Linked DNA regions of Gossypium hirsutum: region 1 is linked to region 2. Evidence: chromatin contacts called from public Hi-C data. All regions are on one chromosome and are shown on one strand. The core of a region is the stretch at or near the end of the contact, and the rest is flanking DNA. Distances in the headings are between cores, read along the strand shown.

Evidence for each region. Hi-C and Micro-C count contacts between places; a contact is called where the count stands out from the background.
Region 1: a contact with region 2 is called in a Hi-C map of leaf, with 2.3 times the contacts expected there. The contact joins the promoter of LOC107914993 here to the enhancer-like site in region 2. A contact is called at or near these places in 2 of 34 Hi-C or Micro-C datasets (both in leaf).

What each region holds. Positions count from the first base shown.
Region 1 is chrD10:34,784,488-34,789,367 of Gossypium_hirsutum_v2.1, reverse strand. It overlaps LOC107914993 (pyruvate kinase isozyme A, chloroplastic), which reads right to left and starts at 1,590. Exons shown (of 6, transcript XM_016844076.2): 1 at 721-1,590; 2 at 532-622; 3 at 247-440. The coding sequence starts at 1,275.
Region 2 is chrD10:34,444,409-34,449,351 of Gossypium_hirsutum_v2.1, reverse strand. No RefSeq gene overlaps it. Among protein-coding and RNA genes, the nearest start is that of LOC107915984, 29 kb to the left of the region's middle. Within about 2 kb of position 3,356, at least 8 of the 9 cell types and tissues checked have an H3K27ac peak or open chromatin away from gene starts, as enhancers often do. A contact at or near this core is called in leaf, where this site is marked.

The DNA.
Region 1 (4,880 bases), core at 341-2,840, 340 kb before region 2:
AAGCCTATTCCCTTTTCCATCAGTCAGTGCTCAAAGCAATATTAAACAAGTTAAATAACTTGATACCAGTACATAGGATTGTAGGATATAAGAGTAATTTAGACAACCATATGGTTAATTTAAAGAGACTCTAAATTTAATGTCAGGAGTGCCAAACGTCTTATTCCATTATTACTTTATATTATCTCTCATTCGAAACACCAAGTAATAAAATTCAAAGAACTAAAGATAGAAACAAGTAACAACCTTGGAAGAAATGGTAGGAAGCATTGCATTACGCTCTGAAACAAGACTGCCATTCCGCCACAAAGTCAAATTAGCTTGCGGCAGCAACAATCCTGGATCAGTGCACCGACACTTAACATCGGGACCAATCTTCTCAGTCACCTCAAACCTCACCATTCCACCATCAACCAAAAGTTCATCCCCAACTTTCACATCTATAAATCAACATCAAACAATCGTATTTAAATCAACAATAAATCAATTTGCTTAGAATTACTTCTTTAAGTAAAAGTTAAGATTGCAAACCTTCAGCAAAACCGTCATAATTTACATTAATTGTACGCTCTGGCCGCGGTGTTCCGAAAGCCCTAACACTAAATGTCCAGATTTCTCCATCCTATCTTCAATTTTTTTTTAAATTAATAAGATTTCAAAAGTAAATAATTCAAATTAATCAGATTAAAGAGAGAGGGAAAAAATAGCTTTTCAGTTTACCTCAGTTTTGGCGGAGGCAGCGCCACCGAGATCTCCCATGTGAATCTCGCTACCTTCAGTATCCATCATTATAGCGACGGCAAAGCCTTTCTCATCGTTGAGTCTCCTCACCCGTTCGATCACCGTTTGATGCCACTCGCGTGAGCCGTGGCACATGTTGATTCGAGCCACGTTCATGCCTCCGACGGCCAACGCTTCCAGCTGCTCAAACCCGCAGGTGGCTGGACCAATCGTGCAGATTAGCTTCGTCCGCCTCGTGCTACGGAATCCGTTCTCCTTCAACTCCGCCTCCGTGACGGCGTCCACTTCGATCCCTGTCGCTCCTACGCTTAACGCCGATACAACCCCCGCAGCTCCGGTCTGGGAGTTGCCAGAAGGCAGGGATCGTGATGACGTGGCATGGAGAAATGAAGATAACGATGGCGTGATGGTTATAGAGCGTTTTGTGTTGGGGAGGTTGATTACCGGAAACAGGGTACAAGACCTCCTCGGGAATTTTGGAAGAGTGAAGTAAGGAGCACGTGAGGGAGTGATGAATTGGAGAGACTGCGACATTATTACCCAGAATTTGAACAAAAACAGTTCCCGGTGGCGGGAAATGCTCAGAGCAAGTGAATTGGACCTTCTCTTTTTTTCCTTCTTTTTCAATTTAAGGGGAATTAGAGAAGGATTTACTTGAGCGGATAAACCGAAGAGAAGGACCGTGAGAAATGTCGCCAAACGACCAAAAATTAAATGTTCTTTCTTCTATTTCAAAACACAAACAGTGCCTATTGTAAGAAATCACGACCTCTTTTTCCAGCAATCACAAGAATATTATGTATAATTTAAGGGGTTTGAATACAACTGGAAAAGGAATTACAAAAGTAAGTCCTAATTCATTTTTTTTAAAGGGGAAATTTAATTGGAATTTAGGTTGAATTTTTTGAAATTTAGAAAAATAAATTGTTTTTGCGGAATTTTGGTTGCACATGGCAAAAGCATAGCGTATTTTTGTTATGTGGGGCTGGCGCCTTGCACGAGATTTATTTTTAAAAAATAAAAATTATATGTTAATTGTTGGGAAATAATTGATTTTAGATCAATGGTTATAATTTAAAAAAAAAATCCACAAACGGTTCTCAACGGTTATAATTGTTGGGAAATAATTGATTCGGATTCAGCCAATATAAAATTTTAAACTCATTTTCTAGGTCCAGATCTAGCCTGATCTAAAAAAAATGAGCCTAAAATTTTACCTTAGCTAAATAAAAAATATTAAACTCGAGTCCGACCTAACCTATCCGTATTAAATTATTGTTGTATTATTTTTTATATAAAAATAAATTTAAAAAATATAATACATATCAGATACACTAAAAACATTAAAATAAATGTTTCTCAACAAATTGAAAATACATTAAAAAAAGTCTTTAGATTTAAATAACATCAAGATAGTTGCAACTTAACAAGCAAATGTATCTGAAATAGTAGCAAAATTAATAAAAAAACATGAGTTATATAATATCAAAATAATAATAACAAAATAGTATCAATATAAAAGCGAAATGACAACAAAACAACATCAAAATGAAAAAAACAATAGCACAATAATAGTAATCAGAAGTGAAAAAATTTAAGCAAATTCAGGCCGGGCCAAAAAAATCTTACCCGAGCTCCGGAACGTTTAGAAAGCGAATCTTATTTTTTTGTCTGAGCCTATTTTACGGGCCTATATTTTTATCCAAACCCTCCACTTTTTGAGTCGACCTTCAAGCCTAGGTGGGTGGCCTGACCCTTGATCAAGTCTAATATACTCTCTACGCTTATCATTCTTTTTTCATTCAATCTTATTCATCTATTCTCTCAACTCTTTTATTCTTAATTTTCTATCTTAATATCTTAATTTTCTTTCAAATTCTTCTTCTCTCAATTTTCTATCCTACCCGTTGTAATTTCTTGGATTTTATTCGATGTTCATCATCTTAAAGGTTTTAAAAATATCAATGCCCCTAATTTGTTTGGATCACAAACACATTTCTAGCGTCCAATTATAAATGGTAAGAAAATATTATTATATTTTAATTAATATCATTATTTAGTTGTTATTATTTTTTTTATGTTTATATAATCAAGAAAAAAATTTGGATTATCAAAACATTATACACAATTTAAGTGCAAGAGCACCACGTGCTATTGAACAGTACTTGGAAGAGACAGGATTCTTACACGTGTCACGTATGCTTATGGGGACTAAATTGGAGCCCACACTTATCAATGCTTTGCTACAAAGATGGATATCCAGAACATATGCATTTCATCTTCCATGTGGTGAATGTACAATTACACTCAAGGATGTGATATTACAACTCGGTCTACCGATTGATGGGTCAATCGTTACGGGGGTAGTGCACGTTGGTGATTGGAAGCAAATTTGTCACCAACTATTATGCAAGGTGTCAGACAAGTTTAGTGATAACGATATATATATGAAATAGTTAGAAGATAATTTCTCACATCTCGACAACTCTTCTAGTGCGGTTGAAAGGCAACAATTCGCTCAAGCATTCATACTAAGGTTGATCGGGGGTCTTTTAATGCTAGATAAATCTCGAAATCTGGTACATTTAAGGTGGCTCTTACAACTAATTGACCTAAAAGAAGTCAGGCGACTCAGTTGTGGATCAACTATCTGGCCACTGCTAGACGTACAAACGCTTGGGCTGGAAATACTGCAACAAAAAGATAGAAAATAAAACAACGATGTCCATAAAAATACAACTCAAAATCTTAATATAGTAAGTTTACAACAAAACACTTCGGGAAGTATTCTGAGGATCATATCTAAGAGAGGATGGACTAAACTTAAAATTATTTTCTACATGAATAGGGCTAAATAGTAATAACCAAAAATTACAGTAAGACAAATAATGAGAAAATTGAATATCAACAATAACATAAAATTACTAAAAATAAATTAACAATCAAATTAAATCTCAGATAACAAATATAAGATTACCTTTCATCAGTGTTCATAATTAACTTTAGAATTCAGGTTTCAATAAATTAGCTAATAATTAACCAATTATTACCTTTAAATCTCTAACTAACTAATTAATAGACAAACCCACTTATCTCTTGACCTCGTAGTTTAAATCAAGATAAATTATGAGGCGCTTGGTAAACTATTCTCTTGACCTCATTTACTTAGATTACTTCCTAAGGTTGTTAATCTTAGGGTTTAAGCATGCATATTTTAAGCCAACTAATTCTACGACGAACCCTAATTCTTCAATTAATTACTTCCATATCCAATCGTTAATCTCCTTAAGGAATTTAACCACTCATGAATCTAGATGCAATTTCCCCAACAGTTAATTTAAACATGCAACTAAGAATTAAATTAAAAATAAGAGAAAAGAGAAATTGATCCGTTTCAATGTTGAATGCACTCGGAAGCCAAAAATCCTTTGGCAGTTGTCGAGATATCGTTGATTGCAATAAAAAACCAAAAGAAAAATATCAATAACTGAATAAACGATGGCTTGGATCCAAATTGCATCTAAGTCTTAAAACAATAATGACAATCTATTTTGAACCTAAACTAAATTCTAATAAAAATTAAATCTACTAATTAATAATCTAATAACGGCCCCTGTAAACTCAACCTAGACCTTACTATATATAGGAAATTGTAGTTGCCCTAATTAGGTCAAATAAAGGCCTTAAAACTAATAAAATTACATTGTGCATATGAAAACACCCTTGACAGTGTTTTTTCCTTTGTCACAGAAGTGTCACAACACCATAGGAATGGTGTCGCAACATAAGATTTTGAATGGACTTCTGGAGCTTAGAACTATTGTGTTGTGACCCTACTTGCTGATGTTACGACATGAGCGTCATCCTTGGTTCTTCTTAGCTTGAAAATGGTGTTCTGCACACTAAATTGGATCGTCAATCCTAAGCTAGGCCCATATTGGCCTAACAGGTCGTTACAATATCAAAATATGCGTAAAAATGCTTATTTTACTAAAATTTCATTTCACCTACTAAATTGGAAAACTAATTGAAATATGAATAAAATGGTTCGAAAAAAATCTCATTAAGTATAAAAAATACTTTAATTTGCCACAACAAATTGTGGCAGATCACTACCTTGGCTACATTGTATTGAGAGA
Region 2 (4,943 bases), core at 2,107-4,606:
TTAGAATAGTGGTTTTTGACTCACTTCTACTAAGGTGAATTGTATGGGTAAGCAAAATTTGATTTAATTCGAAAAGCTTGATAAAAAATTTAAATTTTAAATTAAATAGTTCGAGTTTTTTGAGTTAATCAAATTATTCAAATCAACTCAGATAAAAAATTAAGTTTTTTTGTTTAACTCGAATATGAATGTGTTATACGAAAATCCGATTAAGAAAAGGCAAAACTACGTCATTTTGATAAATGTTTATCTTTTCTAAAGTTAAAAGTCAAAACCATTAAGTTAAAAGGCAAAATTACATCGTTTTGATAAATGTTTACTCATTAAGTTAAAAGGCAAAATCATTATATTGTTTATATAGTTAAATAATCTTGTACTTCATCTACTGATTAAATAATCGGTCCATGTAAACGCAACATTGAGTACAAATAATAGGATTCGTTAACTCGACTCGAAATTTTTTTACTCGATTCAATTCGATTCGAAAAAAATTTAAATTGAGTTCGGATGCTAAAATAGAATTCGTCAACTCAACTAACTTGAATTTTTTTTACTCGATTCAACTCGACTCGATCAAATGCTCACTTCTAGTGAATTGTGATTTTCGTTTTAACCCATTACTACTGGGGTGAATTGTGATTTTTGTTCTGACCCACTACCGTTAGGGTGAATTGTGGTTTTCAACTTTTGCCACTGAAGTTAAGGGTGACCATAGCGAAAAAAGAAATTTACTTTTATATTATGATATTTCAAAAATTAGTAATTTATCTTTATTATAGTTTTATCATGGAATATGCTTTGAATTATTTGTTGCAGATTACCCATAAATTTTGCAATTATGTATTTTCAATAAGATATTCGGCCTAAATGTTTCCTTGCTTGCTTAACCCAACAAAAGAAAATGCCAATTACTTACTTTTTTAATATTTTTACAAGTTCTGAATTTGCTCGTGATACGGGAAGTTTGGTGAATGACACTTTTAGATATTATTGAATTTCTTTAGAACTTCTAAGATGTTTCTATAATTTACATTTTCGATACTACTAAAAAAGTTTTTTTTTGAACTTTCTTCGTAAAACGACACATTTTAAAATTTATTTTCAAAGCAAATCTATAAAAAAATTATGAGATTATAACCTTATGATTTTTATATTAAATGTTTTGGCTTACTTGAATTTAAACTAGTTTGTGATGGTGTTGCATATTCGTGAGATTCTATCTCACAAGTTTGCGACATTTGTTATACCTCAATTTAGACGTGATAGGACGACACTTTAAAGGCTTTTCCTAAGAGAGTCAATGTCTTTTTGTTGAGAGGGGATTGGCTCTTTGGGGCAATCTTGGACCCTCAATGGAGCTATTGTTCCCGAAGTGTCTATGCTCGATTTTAACCTTAAGTTTTTGTTTCTTGACTTTAAGGAGAGCCCAAAGAAGTTCATGGAATTTGATAGAATTGTCTAACCCACCAAAGAAATGTTTAGCACTTGGTCTTAGAGGGGTTCTAACCCATGTTTTAAGGGTTTTAGTGGGTTAGAACCCCACTAAGGCCAAATGCTAAACATTTCCTTGGTAGGCTAGGCATTCTTGCCAAATTTCGTGAACCCCTTTGGGTTCTCCTTGAAATCGAGAGACAAATGCTCAAAGCTAAAATTAAGCATAAACACTCCGAGAATAATACCTTCGTTGAAAATCCTAGACTGACCCAGAGAATCGATCCCCCCTCAACAATACTTTATAATAATTAATTATTATTATTTGAATATATATAATTTATACTTACAATTATAATTGTACTTATAACTCAAAAAATATTAAACCAGTAAAAAATATTTGGTATCTTATCAAAATTATGCTTCAAAGACTAGCAATCATCAACAAAATTTTAAGCATTGCTTTCTTTCTTTATTTCTAGTAATAATAAGCTTTGGTGGGCTTTTCCTCATACGAGTACATGGTTGATTAAGTGTGAGAGATGGTGAAAGTACAATTGTATACTTTTAGCTTTAAATGACCAGTTTTCTTTTGTGAAGTGATTTGACGAAAGGTGGTTGATGGGTAGATCGATCTATGGCACCGACAAATTCGAGGTGTTTAGAATGCAAGAAAACCCAATTATCCATGCTAATTATATATACATGGATTCAGCATTTGAGATAATAATTAAAAGGTACCCATAGAAAAAAAAATTGTAAACATTAATGTGACAAGCAATGTCAACCCAGTCTTTGTTTGCAAATTGCAAATAGTTTTTTTGTACTAAATTCCTTTTCTGAATCCACAACCTCCAAAACCCCACCTTTGCTATCAACTTTTACAGTTCACACTCAAAAAGCATTCAACATTTTCTTTTCTTTTTCCACGAGAAAAATAAAAGAACAAAATACATGTGCTTTAAAAAACCTATTATCCACTGCATATATACATCAGCCACGCCACCCCAAATCTACAACGGATTAAGTTCATATCAAAATTACCGAGCAAACCAGTGGTGAGCGGGAGACGGACTGACGGACAACGGGGCTGGAGCGGTGAGCGGCAGGGATTTTGTTTTTAGGAAGTAGGAATTGATTAGGTATTGGGAATAAGGGAAATAATAAGGTATTCTAATGACAGTAACTCAGTCTACTTAAAAGAATAGTTAAAAAATTCTAGTGGGTCAGGCTTAGATTAAAGAAGTTTTATTCGGAATCCAATTCATTTTCTAAATACGTCTTATTTTTTAATTCAAGTTCATTTTGATCTAAACTTTTTCGCTGTTGGAGCAAGTCTTCACGCCGGATCACTTGAACTGATGGGTTGTTTGCTTTTGCACTTTGAAGACAAAACTGATCATTCTTCGTTTCTTTCTTCTAACGCCTCGACTTTCCGGCACCCATAGCTCAGGGTTCTGTTCTGCGGTATCATTTTAATTAGTTACCTGAAACTAAAAAGCATATGCCTTATTCTTTAGATTTATCTCATCAAAATTTTTTACGTAATAAAGTTGTATAACTATGTGGTGTTTATATATATATTTTATTGTATTATATTTAAGATATTTATGGCTCTATCCTCTAACTGCATCAAAATTAATGGCTAATATTGCTAGCCTAATTCAAAGTTTGTGAAGGGATGCTTAGGTGTTAAAAGCTCAAAATATTATTTTAAATAAAATACATTCACTTACACTTTAAGTTTTGACTCGTAGAGTAAATGGTTTTTTTTATAAAATTAGAAGGTGAAATAGTGGGAGTGAAAAGCATTGGCAATTATTTGTGTGGAAGAAAAGGAAATGGGTCGTAGAGAAGTGAGGGTGCATTTTAACAGGCTTTGTCTAATAATAACAACCCTTTTAGGTAATCAATGAAAAAGCTTTAAAGTTAAACTGGGTCCTCTTTGTGGTTGCCCAAGTCGGCTGGCCGTCAAGGAGGCTCTGCTACAATGGGCCTTCTCTGCCTCCACTTAACCTTGTTTCTGTCGGTGGCTCTCCCAATCCTCATAGCCTAATAAATGGATTCCCGAAAGTATAAAATTATTACAAGACTTCTTTATTTAATTTTAATTGTAAAACCAACTACAAATAATCAACCGTGTACTCTCACAACCTTCCTAACTAAGGCTTAGTTTGGGTGCATTTAAACTTTTTAAAGTTTAATCATTCTTTTTAAAATTTTAGTTATTCTTTTAAATTTTATGTTAAACGTTATCAACAAAAAAAAACTTAACTAAATTTTATTCTATTATGAATATATAAATTTGTGCACCGAAAATGTCTTAAATATTTAAAAAGAACATGATGAAAGGAAGGAGATGCATTGCACGCATGCATTACCACAACCCAAAAAAAAACTTTATAAAACAACAATAATCTTTTCATGGATCAACCCTACAAAATTAATAATAAAATGTTAAAGCATATGCCTTGCTTCATGTTGGGAAGAACCTTATATCAATATTTATTTAATTTCTTCAACCATGCCCCACATCATGGCTACCACATCTTCAGTTTTGACCTGCATTTCCAACACCCACATTGCCTCTATTAATCTTCCTATTACAAAAACAAAAGCTTATTACATTTATTTTATATACATTATAGCAATGCAGGTGGGATGGGATGATTCCAAAACTTTTGTAGCTGCATTACTCTCGATTCTTGTTTTATAAAGAAAGCTGCAATTTGATTTTTTTTCTAATAAAATATATTTTATATTACAATTCTATTTTATTCCTAATGCCTCCTATAGTAGAAAGTAGTGGATACATTTGTCTCTTATATTAAGAGTCAGATTGCATTTTATCTCTTTTACTTAAAAATGGGTAAATTAGTTCTTATACATTAGATCAAAGAGTAAATTGATCCTTTTTGTTAAAATTTTCATCTATTCCTACTGTTAAAAACTGGTCTCTGTACATCAGAATGAGGTACACGTGGCATGCCACATGTAACTGTCTGGCTATTCTATCAACGACACTAGTTTTTAACAGTGAAATGGATGAATTTTTTAATAAAAAGGGTCAGTTTGGTTTTTGATCTAATGTATAAGGACCGATTTGTCCATTTTCTAAGTAAATAGAGCAAAATGCATTCTGATTCTTAATATAGGGACCTTCATGATACTTTTACATCCAAATGGCTCTAACAATGGAAAAGAAAAGTGAGAAAGTGTTCGTTTCATCCACTTAACCAAAGCTTATTCCAAAAGTAACTTTTCCCCTCCTTAGAATTGATCGACATGCTTGTGTACAACACAATGTAGTCAATTTCACACCGGTTTCTGTTGTATTGAACGGTGTGCACCATTCCTGTAATAAATTAGAATAATTACTACTCTTTTCCGCACCGATATAAATTTCAGCCTGTACCGATTGCACTGGCTCATTCCGACTAATTTCAATTGCACCACCGAAACATTGTGCATCAACCAGTGTATGAATAATGTTAAAAAATAGATAGAATTAT